Linked DNA regions of Sus scrofa: all the other regions are linked to region 1. A link is a contact called in public HiChIP or PLAC-seq data. All regions are on one chromosome and are shown on one strand. The core of a region is the stretch at or near the end of the contact, and the rest is flanking DNA. Distances in the headings are between cores, read along the strand shown. Region 1 has its middle 27 kb from the start of LRRFIP2. Region 2 has its middle 13 kb from the start of TRANK1. Region 3 overlaps TRANK1 (TPR and ankyrin repeat-containing protein 1).

What was found. HiChIP or PLAC-seq counts read pairs in DNA pulled down with a chosen protein or histone mark.
Region 2: a contact with region 1 is called in an H3K27ac HiChIP or PLAC-seq map of alveolar macrophages. The contact joins two enhancer-like sites. A contact is called at or near these places in 1 of 47 Hi-C or Micro-C datasets (embryonic fibroblasts) and 1 of 2 datasets of contacts at active chromatin or transcription factors (alveolar macrophages).
Region 3: an H3K27ac HiChIP or PLAC-seq map of alveolar macrophages shows a contact between it and region 1. The contact joins two enhancer-like sites. A contact is called at or near these places in 1 of 47 Hi-C or Micro-C datasets (embryonic fibroblasts) and 1 of 2 datasets of contacts at active chromatin or transcription factors (alveolar macrophages).

What each region holds. Positions count from the first base shown.
Region 1 is chr13:21,638,072-21,641,270 of Sscrofa11.1, forward strand. It overlaps LOC100737115. Among named protein-coding and RNA genes, the nearest start is that of LRRFIP2, 27 kb to the right of the region's middle. Within about 2 kb of position 1,845, at least 1 of the 83 cell types and tissues checked has an H3K27ac peak or open chromatin away from gene starts, as enhancers often do. A contact at or near this core is called in alveolar macrophages, where this site is marked.
Region 2 is chr13:21,898,273-21,901,640 of Sscrofa11.1, forward strand. No RefSeq gene overlaps it. Among named protein-coding and RNA genes, the nearest start is that of TRANK1, 13 kb to the right of the region's middle. Within about 2 kb of position 1,354, at least 57 of the 83 cell types and tissues checked have an H3K27ac peak or open chromatin away from gene starts, as enhancers often do. A contact at or near this core is called in alveolar macrophages, where this site is marked.
Region 3 is chr13:21,990,433-21,993,604 of Sscrofa11.1, forward strand. It overlaps TRANK1 (TPR and ankyrin repeat-containing protein 1), which reads left to right. Exons shown (of 26, transcript XM_021071655.1): 16 at 2,848-3,047. Among named protein-coding and RNA genes, the nearest start is that of DCLK3, 48 kb to the right of the region's middle. Within about 2 kb of position 1,704, at least 3 of the 83 cell types and tissues checked have an H3K27ac peak or open chromatin away from gene starts, as enhancers often do. A contact at or near this core is called in alveolar macrophages, where this site is marked.

The DNA of each region.
Region 1 (3,199 bases), core at 595-3,094:
TGGTCTGGAAGTGACTGAGAGGGTGATAGGATGAAATTATCTTGGAATAATTAGATGATTCCCCACTTCAGAATATGTACTGTGAGTCAGTGTTTCCCAAAGCAGGGGCACATCTCTCTGGGGTGGTCCCTGGCTTTCTTAACTATTATCTTTCATGACCCCCCTTTTCATCCAGGCCCTTTGGGGGAAAGGGTTTTCCAGTTCCACACAAGGCTGACAGAGGGAAATATGGTTACAGGACCATCAGCAGCAGGAAGGCTGGAGAGAGGAAGGCTGTGCCAACATTCAGTCAGGACCAAAGATGAGAGGTGACCTTTGCTATCCAAGCTGATGGATGGAGGGGGGATGACAGCATCATTCTGCCTCACTTCTCTGGCTCTGACATTGAAAGTGATGCTGCAATTGGATATGTGAAAACACTATCCTGGAGGATTGTTGAGGACAATTATCAAGGACAATACCGTATAAACTATGAAGTCCTAGGCAGTCATTCACCACTCTTCAGTGCATTTAAATACATTGAATATTAGTTGAATATGTTCCCTAAATTAATCTCAGACATCTTCTACCTCCTGTCAAGCTACTCAAGGCTCAGAGCTATGCTGGTATTCTTGAGTTTTCAGCCTTGATCACACAGTACTGTCCCCTTAACTACCTGGGAACCAGGCTGTCTCCTTCTCTCAGACTCAATTTTCTGTTAGACCTTGGCTGACTCTCCTGAGCCCTGGCCTCAGGCCTGCTCGTAGCCATTTTTTTAAAGCTTGAAACTCGGCATTTATTATCATCACATCAGGTAAGTTTTATGTGAACACAAAGATTTGAAGATGCCGATCTAGTTCATTCCATCTTTTTTACAATTAAGAAATTTAGGATCAGGAGTTCATGTCATGGCTCAGCAGGTTACAAACCCGACTAGTATCCATGAGGATGTGGATTCAATCCTTGGCCCCACTCAGTGGGTTAAGGATCTGGCTTTGCCATGAGCTGTGGTGTAGGTTGCACACGCCGCTCGGTTCCCTCATTGCTATGGCTGTGGTGTAGGCTGGCAGCTGCTGCTCCGATTTGACCCCTAGCCTGGGTCCCTATGCTGCAAGTACAGCCTTAAAAAGCAAAAGAGAGAGAGAGAGAGAGAGAGAGAGAGAGAGAGAGAGAGAAACTTAGGTTCAAAGATGATACTGAGCAACCTGTATGAGGTGCACAGCTTTCACTTGAATTTGCACCAGAATTTGGATCTCTCACATGACCCACCCAGTTCTCTAGTTCTGACTTCAGCCCTAAGGAGTGACCTTAGATAAAGGAGTTTAAAACCACTCTGGACGTCAGTTTCTTTTTTTTTTTTTTTTTTCCGTATCATGATTTTTTTAAAGTATAGTTGACTTGCAATGTTGTATTATTTTCTGCTGTACAGCAAAGTGACTCAGTCATAAAATATTTCCTTTCTTATATAATCTTCCATCATGGCCTACCCCAAGAAACTGGATATAGTTCCCTGTCCTATAGAGTAGGACCTTGTCTATCCATTCTAAATGTAATAGTTTGTGTCTACTAACCCCACATTCCCTCCCCATTCCTGTCCTTCCCCCCTCCACATTGGCAACCCAAGTCTGTTCTCTCTGTGAGTCTATTTCTGTTTTGTAGATAGGTTCATTTATACCATATTTTAGATTCCACAAATAAGTTATATCGTATGGTATTTGTCTTCGTGACTTAGTGTGATCATCTCTAGTTGCATTCATGTTGCTACAAATGACATCATTTCATTCTTTTTCTCTTTTTTTTTCTTTGTGGTCTTTTTAGAGCCACACCCATGGCATTTGGAGGTTTTCAGGCTAGGGGTCAATTCAGAGCTGTAGGCACTGGCCTATGCCACAGTCACAGCAACGTCATATCCGAGCCTCGTCTGCAACCTACACCACAGCTCACCACAATGCCGGATCCTTAACCCACTGAGCAAGGACAGGGATTGAACCGGCAACCTCATGGTTCCTAGTCAGATTCATTTCTGCTGTGCCACGATGGGAACTCTGATACATATGTATTTATTGCCATTTTAAACCTTGTTTTTCAGTTGATTCTGTGTTTCATCTTTGTTCCTTTTTCTTTTTGTGGTTTGAAGTCTTCCTTTTCTTTTATGCTTTTGTTCTCTTCTTTTTGGTTTTTGTGAATCTGTTTTATGTTTTTGACTTGTGTTTGCCCTTTCAAGTCTATTAACCCCTTCCTTTATCTGCTTACTTTAGACCGATAGTCATCCAGGCTTAAACATATTCTGGGGGGAAAAATAATACATTTTCAGAGTTCCCGTCGTAGTGCAGTGGTTAACGAATCCGACTAGGAACCACGAGGTTGCGGGTTCGATCCCTGCCCTTGCTCAGTGGGTTAACGATCCGGCGTTGCCGTGAGCTGTGGTGTAGGTTGCAGACGCGGCTCGGATCCCGCATTGCTGTGGCTCTGGCGTAGGCCGGTGGCTACAGCTCTGATTCGACCCCTAGCCTGGGAACCTCCATATGCTGCAGGAGCGGCCCAAGAAATGGCAAAAAGACAAAAAAAAAAAAGAAAGAAAGAAATTGTATTAACTCCATAAGTTTCTTTAATTGTTCCTTTCCATCCTCAGACTTTGAAAAAAAAATAATAATACATTTTCTTCCTCTCCTTTCCCACACTTCATGAACTTTACGACCCTTTTACATCTTTATCCTTTTGCGCTTCCTTGTGTTTATCAATACTTTCACAGATAGGTTTTTTGGTTTGTTTGTTGTTTGTTTGTGATCCGTATACTGGCTAATTTAAGTGATTGACTTTCCAATTATGATTTCCTCCTTCCCGTATCTTCTTGCTTCTTTTCTATCTAGAGAAGACCTTTCATTATTTCTTTTAGGATAGGTTTAGCATTGCTGTATTCTTTTAGTTTTTGCTTGACTGAGAAATTATTTATTTCTCCTCCTATCCTAAATGATAATCTTGCTGTGTGGAGAAGTCTAGGTTGAAGATTTTTCCGTTTCAAGACTTTGAATATATTTTGCTATTCCCCTCTGGCCTGCAGCATTTCTGTAGAGATATTAGCTGATGGCCTTATGGGGGGAGGAGGGTTTCCCTTGTAATTAACTCTTTGTTTTTCCTCTTGTTGCCTTTAGAATAATTTTTGCCATTTTTATTATATTATGTGATTTTTTTTTTTAATGACTGCACCTGTGGCACATGG
Region 2 (3,368 bases), core at 104-2,603, 260 kb after region 1:
ACTTTAAACAAACTTACTATGAGACATCATCTTCATACAAATGCACTGAACAGATTTTTTTAATTTTTAATATATTTTAATTTATTTTTTGCTTTTTAGGGCCACACCCAAGGCATATGGAGGTTTCCAGGCTAGGGGTCCGATAGGAGCTACAGCTGCTGGCCTACGCCACCGCCAGAGCCACAGCAACGCAGGTTCAGAGCCAAGACTGCGACCTACACCACAGCTCACAGCAATGCCAGATCCTCAACCCACTGAACGAGGCTAAGGATTGAAGCGCAACCTCATGGTTCCTAGTCAGATTCGTTTCCACTACGCCATGACAGGAACTCCCAGAGTTTGTTTTGTTGTTGTTTTTTAACATCTTCAGAGCGTAAGGCCCTGTGGAGAAGCAAAAATGAATAAACCTCTGCCCCTAAAGCATATACAGACTACTTAGGAGAAAAACAGGAGACAAGGCAGCCTCAGAAAGGGAGTGACTGATTGCGAGATGAGTGGTGTGGTCTTACTTTTGCTTGACTTCAGCTGCTGTAAGGAGAAATCTGTGTATATGTAAATACCACTTAAGTTGCAGTGGTTTTCTCTCGGTGGCGGTAAAAGCCACTCAGGTGTAGCTGCGCGCTCAGGCCTCACGGTGGCGCATCCACGAACCTGCAAGGGCGCTTCTACCACCAGTGGAAGGAAAAAAAAAAACCCTTCCCTGGGGCGGTGGCCGTCATCAGGGGGTTGGAAGCACTTCCTGAACATGCCACGACGTCGGGTCACCTCTACACTGCCCTCCCCCCACGGTCCTCCTGTAAGAGCCCTCCATTTCAGTCACTGCCTTTCACTTGCTTCCCTGCCATCCTCACCATCTGAGCCCACCAGGTCTTTCTGTCCTTTCAGCCTTCATTTTCATTTCGTTCTTCTTTTGCTCCTCCCCCTGCCCCAGGAGAATCTGTTTCCCAGTTCAAATGCAAATTCTTTGGCAAAATCCGGCTGAGCAGTTTCCCCCCCAGCCCCACCCCACTCCTAAACTCTTAAAATGATACACTCATTGTCACAAATACCACCTTGGAACTATATCCAGCAGCTTCCTGACATGGGTCTCCTTACTGATATGTGTTGTTTACTCCTTCATTACATAAGCACTGTGTCAGCTAAGTGCCAAGGAGCTGGGAGCACAGAACTAACAAGATAGAATCCTAGATTTCAAGACGTGTGCTGTCTAGGGGTAGATGGCAGGTAAACTTATAAAACAGTGTGATAAGGGCTGTAACAGAGAATAAGGAGCAATGAGCAGGAAGTGGTAAACACCGGGAGGCTGGTCTGGGTGCGTGGTCAGCCCAGGCTTTCAAGGGAGGTGAGGGTGGAGATGAGTCATCCAGAGACTTTTGGAGTTTACCAGATGGAAGAGGGTGGTAAGGGCATATCAGGCTGCAAAAATAGCCTGTGAAAACAACGTATTTCCTCATACTATCTGGAGTTCAGTGAGGTCAGGGCAAACCACGTGTCAGGGCGCTCCCTGCTTGCTTCAGCTAGCTAAGTGGATTTGGCATAGGTTTGTTTTTTTTGTTTTTTTGGTTTTTTTTGCTATTTCTTTGGGCCGCTCCCGTGGCATATGGAGGTTCCCAGGCTAGGGGTCTAGTCAGAGCTGCAGCTGCCAGCCTACACCAGAGCCACAGCAATGGGGGATCCTAGCCGCGTCTGCGACCTACACCACAGCTCAGGGCAACGCCAGATCGTTAACCCACTGAGCAAGGGCAGGGATCAAACCCTCAACCTCATGGTTCCTAGTCGGATTCGTTAACGACTGCGCCACGACAGGAACTCCTGGCATAGGTATTTAATTTTATAAGTGATAATAAATGTGGCTGACCTATCTGGCCTCTCTGTGCCTGGGTTTTATTTGGTGGGCACTATAGGAAAAAAAGAAAATTTTATTTTTTAAAATTAAAGTATAGTTGATTTACAATGTTGTGCTGTGCTAAAATTTTGAATTAGGTAGGTAGGAACTGTCAACTGAAAAAAGTGCACAACCTAAAAATTGAGAATTATGTTCTATTTGGTGGACAAAATTAAGAACTGATGCCCAGAGTCTCTCAGAGCACTCTAAGGGACTGCTCCAAAGACGTATGGGAGGAACCAGGATATATAGGAGCTTTTGCAACAAAGACCACATCAGAACATCAAAAAAATTACTGTTAATGAAAGAAAACCAGATATCTCAAGTCAAGTAATTTATTAGCACTTTTCTATGTACGGGAAGATGCAAGAGTCCAAGCTCACTGAAATCATTCCTGTGATATGTACTTCAGCTATCTGGGACCAGTATCCTGGGCTTTCTCATCCCGAGTCTCCTCAGGGTGCACTGCTCTGGGTGGCTGTAATGTGATGGCTTGATGGCTGCAACATCGTTTGTTTACTGCCAGAACAAGCAAAATTTTTTCATCAATATAAATTTATAAAATAAAATCAAGGTTCCTGCTCTCTATCAAAAAAAAAAAAATATATATATATATATATATATATATATCAGGAGTTCCCATCGTGGCTCAATGGTTAACGAATCCGACTAGGAACCATGAGGTTGTGGGTTTGATCTCTGGCCTTGCTCATATGGGTTAAGGATCCTGCGTTGCCATGAACTGTGGTGTAGGTCGAAGATGTGGCTTGGATCCCGAGTTGCTGTGGCTCTGGCATAGGACGGCAGCTACAGCTCCAATTAGACCCCTAGCCTGGGAATTTCCCTATGCTGCGGGTGCGGCCCTAAAAAGACAAAAATAAATAAATAAAAAATAAAATAAATTAAAAAAAAATTTTAAAAATCAAAAGAATGACATCTAGCCCACCTTCTCCACAGCAACAATTAGCTGGAGCCACTTTAGAAGGAGCCTGGCTGTCCCTGTTTACTGCAGGCCTTATGTCTCCCTGGTACTGACACCTAGCCAGAAATGTCAAGTTGTGCTATTTGCCTGATCCCTTGCTGAATTTGTGACCTCTGCTTTGACATGTCACTCTAGCTACAGGTGTGGGCTAGGATTCTTAAGAAGCCTATGCTGATCCCCCTCTGGGAGAGGTGAGGAAGAGGAGAGAAGGAGAGGGAGCAGGAGGTGACCCAGCCACTGACACTGATGGTTCTGCTGCTGCAGAAACATAGGTCAGAGCAAAGGAAGGAGAAATGAGGCAGCAGACCAATCCTGGGGCCAGGAATTGCACAAGGAACTGAGAAAGAGGTAAACAAACATGCACTCCTGGTCTGTGAGGGGGAGTGATGGGTCCACACCTGCCTGTTGCATAGTACAAATGGAGAGCTCTTTCTCTTCCTACTCCCATCTGTCCTATAGCAGAAGGAGCATGTGTGTGTGGATACACCAGCCCACAAATCA
Region 3 (3,172 bases), core at 454-2,953, 350 kb after region 1:
TCTGATATGTACCTCGGTGCAGCATCACTGGTCTGGGTCAACAGCTTTTATGATCAGCAAACTAGAGCATGGCAAAGGGAACTATATCTGTGAGCAATTTTTTTTCTTTTTACTGTACTAAGCAACCCACCCAGATGATCACTACATAAACCTTCAGGATGGAGGGAAGATGGTGTGTTTATGTTTCTGTGTATAGAACCAGATAAACCTAAATAGTACGTCTTTTTTAGGACCCGTAGCATATGGTGGTTCCCAGGCTAGGGGTCTAATTGGAGCTGTTGCTGCCAGCCTACTCCAGAGCCACAGCAATGCTAGATCCAAGCCGTGTCTGCTGCCTATACCACAGCTCATGGCAATGCGGATCCTTAACCCACTGAGCGAGGCCAGGGATCAAACCCGCAACGTCATGGTTCCTAGTCGGATTCGTTTCCACTGCATCATCATGGGAACTCCAACCCCACTAGTATGTATTAGATTTGAGAGACTTTAGAAAACACATAGAAGTTGCTGTCGTGGCTCAGAGGAAACAAATCTGACCAGCATCCATGAGGATGCAGGTTTGATCCTTGGCCTTTCTCAGTAGGTTAAGGACCCGGTGTTGCCATGAGCTGTGGTGTAGGTCGCAGACGTGGCTTGGATCCCAAGTTGCTGTGACTGGGTTGTAGGCCAGCCGCGACAGCTCTGATTTAACCCCTAGCCTGGGAACCTCTGTATGCCATGAGTGTGGCCCTAAAAAGACAAAAAAGAAAAAAAGAAAAAAGAAAGAAAAAAACACATAAAACACTAAAAATAATCCAATCCGTCTGTAAGGCTGCTCACTACTCACATTATGTTTCATTCCTTCTGATCTCTGCTTTCCATATACATATACGCATTTATCACACACATTTCTAAAAATTTTTTAAAAATTTAATATTTTGGCCACGCCTGTGGCCTGTGAAAGTCCCAGGCCAGGGATTGAGCCTGCACTATAGCAGTGACAACACCCGATTCTTAACCTGCTATACCATAAGAGAACTCTCACACACATTTATTGATTGATTATGCATTGAGTATATGTTTAGTGACTATTTCCCTACATCTTTTATTCTTTCTGAAATTGAGATTCATATGGCATAACAATCATCTGTTTAAAAATTTGCGGTTTAGTGGTTTTTAATATATTCATAAGGTTGGGCAACCATTACCACCATCTAATTCCAGGACATTTTTATTACCCCTAAAAGAAACCACATAACCATTAGCAGTCACAGCTTGTCCCCAATTCCAGCCCTGTGAACTATACCAGTCTACTTTCTGTCTCCATGGATCTGCCTATTCCAGACACTTCATATGAATGGAATCACATAATATGTGACTTTTTGTGTTTGGCTTCTTTTGTTTAGCATGATGTTTTCAAACTTCTTCCATATTGTAGCATGTATCAGTACTTCATTGTTATTTATGGCTGAACCGTCTTTTGTTCTTTGAGTGTATTTATATAAAAAATTTGTGTTTAGTTCCCTAGAAGGGCATTTAAATAAATTAAGTTTTTCCCTGCAGTGAACACTTTCATGCCTTTTTCTGATCCTCTCATTAAAGAATATCTCTGAGCTACAGTTACAGTGGATTTGGTTAGATTCAGCAGTTTCCACTTGTCCTGTGATTTCTCTACATTGCTTACTTTTAGTAATAGCAGCATTGGATAATAAAACTTCCCTTTACTATTTGGTAATAGCAATGATGACACATATACCCATTACACAGAATTCTATCTGGTGTTGGACAAAGGGCACGCAGCCCCTAAGAATTGTGGGAGACCCAGGATGACACTTATTCAGTCCAGCTTCAAATCCTGACACTTGGGGGCATTTACTGACTTCTCAAGCCTTATAGTCTCTGTAAAAGTGGGCTGATATGAGGATTAAACAGGGTAATTTTTATGAAGGTACCTGTTGTATAGTCAGCATCACTGTCATTGTTCACTGTCAATCTTCAGCACTTAGGCAAAAATGGGACACAGGGAGAAAGCTCTTTGGACATCTTTTGTCCAGCCATGACAATTTTTCTTAGTGTAGTCCTCTCTCACCTGGTGGAGGGAATTCCCTGGTAGCCTAGTGGTTAGGACTCAGTGCTTTTTCCACTAGTCGGGTTCAGTCTCTGGCCTGGAAACTGAGATTGCACATCAAGCTTCTGCTCAGCCACAGCCAATAAAGGGTAATCTAGTGGAAAAGGTCTATGGAAGCCAAGGTTGCTGCCCCAGCTAACATCCAGCTCTTACCATGTGACGTTGTCTCTAATGCTTTCAGTGCTAAGGACAGGAAACAGGATTATTCTTGTTTTTTTAATGTGTTTATTAGCCCCTTGTATTAGCATTCTAACAGCTCTAAGTGTTATTGTTTTTCATTTTTTTTAATGGCCACACCTGCAGCATATGTAAATTCCCAGGCCAGGGATCAAATCCAACTTGCAGCCACAACCCAAGCCACTGCAGTCAGTTTCCTAACCCACTGTGCCACAGCAGGAACTCCAGCTCTGAATGTTTAGATTACATTTCTGCCTTGACTCTTCTTCATGAGGTCATCCAGGAATGAAATTCCACAAAGCCTATTTAGGACAGCAGACACATCTCTACTACCTTTGTCTGCTATACCCAGAGTAATACAGCTGAGAGCCTGTATTTAATCTAATCTAATCTAATCTAATCTATCTAATCAGACCTGGAAATTGGCTGCAATTATGTGTACTCTCAGGATCAAGACTGCTTCTCAGAAAAAAAACAAAACCAAAATAAGAAAACAAAAACAAAAAACCCCAGCCATGTTGGCATGTTCTACAATATCTTACTTGCTTTTTGCTTTATCTCAGGAATCCTCAGTCTGGCGTCTGGAGTGGTTGATTTACTTCAGTACTATTTCCCAGAATCTTTTGATCGCCTTCCAAGGGATTCTGGCCTCTTTGATGGTCCCAGACCAATTGTCCTGGAGTCCTGTAGTGTAAGTGACTTGGCAATATTGCTTCGAGGGAACAAAAGGAAAACCCAGCCTATTGAATTTGGAGCCCACCAGGTGAGTTTCTTGAGATTGTTATGTTTCAAAATAAAAGGCAGTTTGCAATTGAAAAAAGGTTTGAGAAGCTGAGTTCTTCCACAAGGTAGAATTCAGTAGCCCCTGTCCAGAATGAGGAAGTGTCA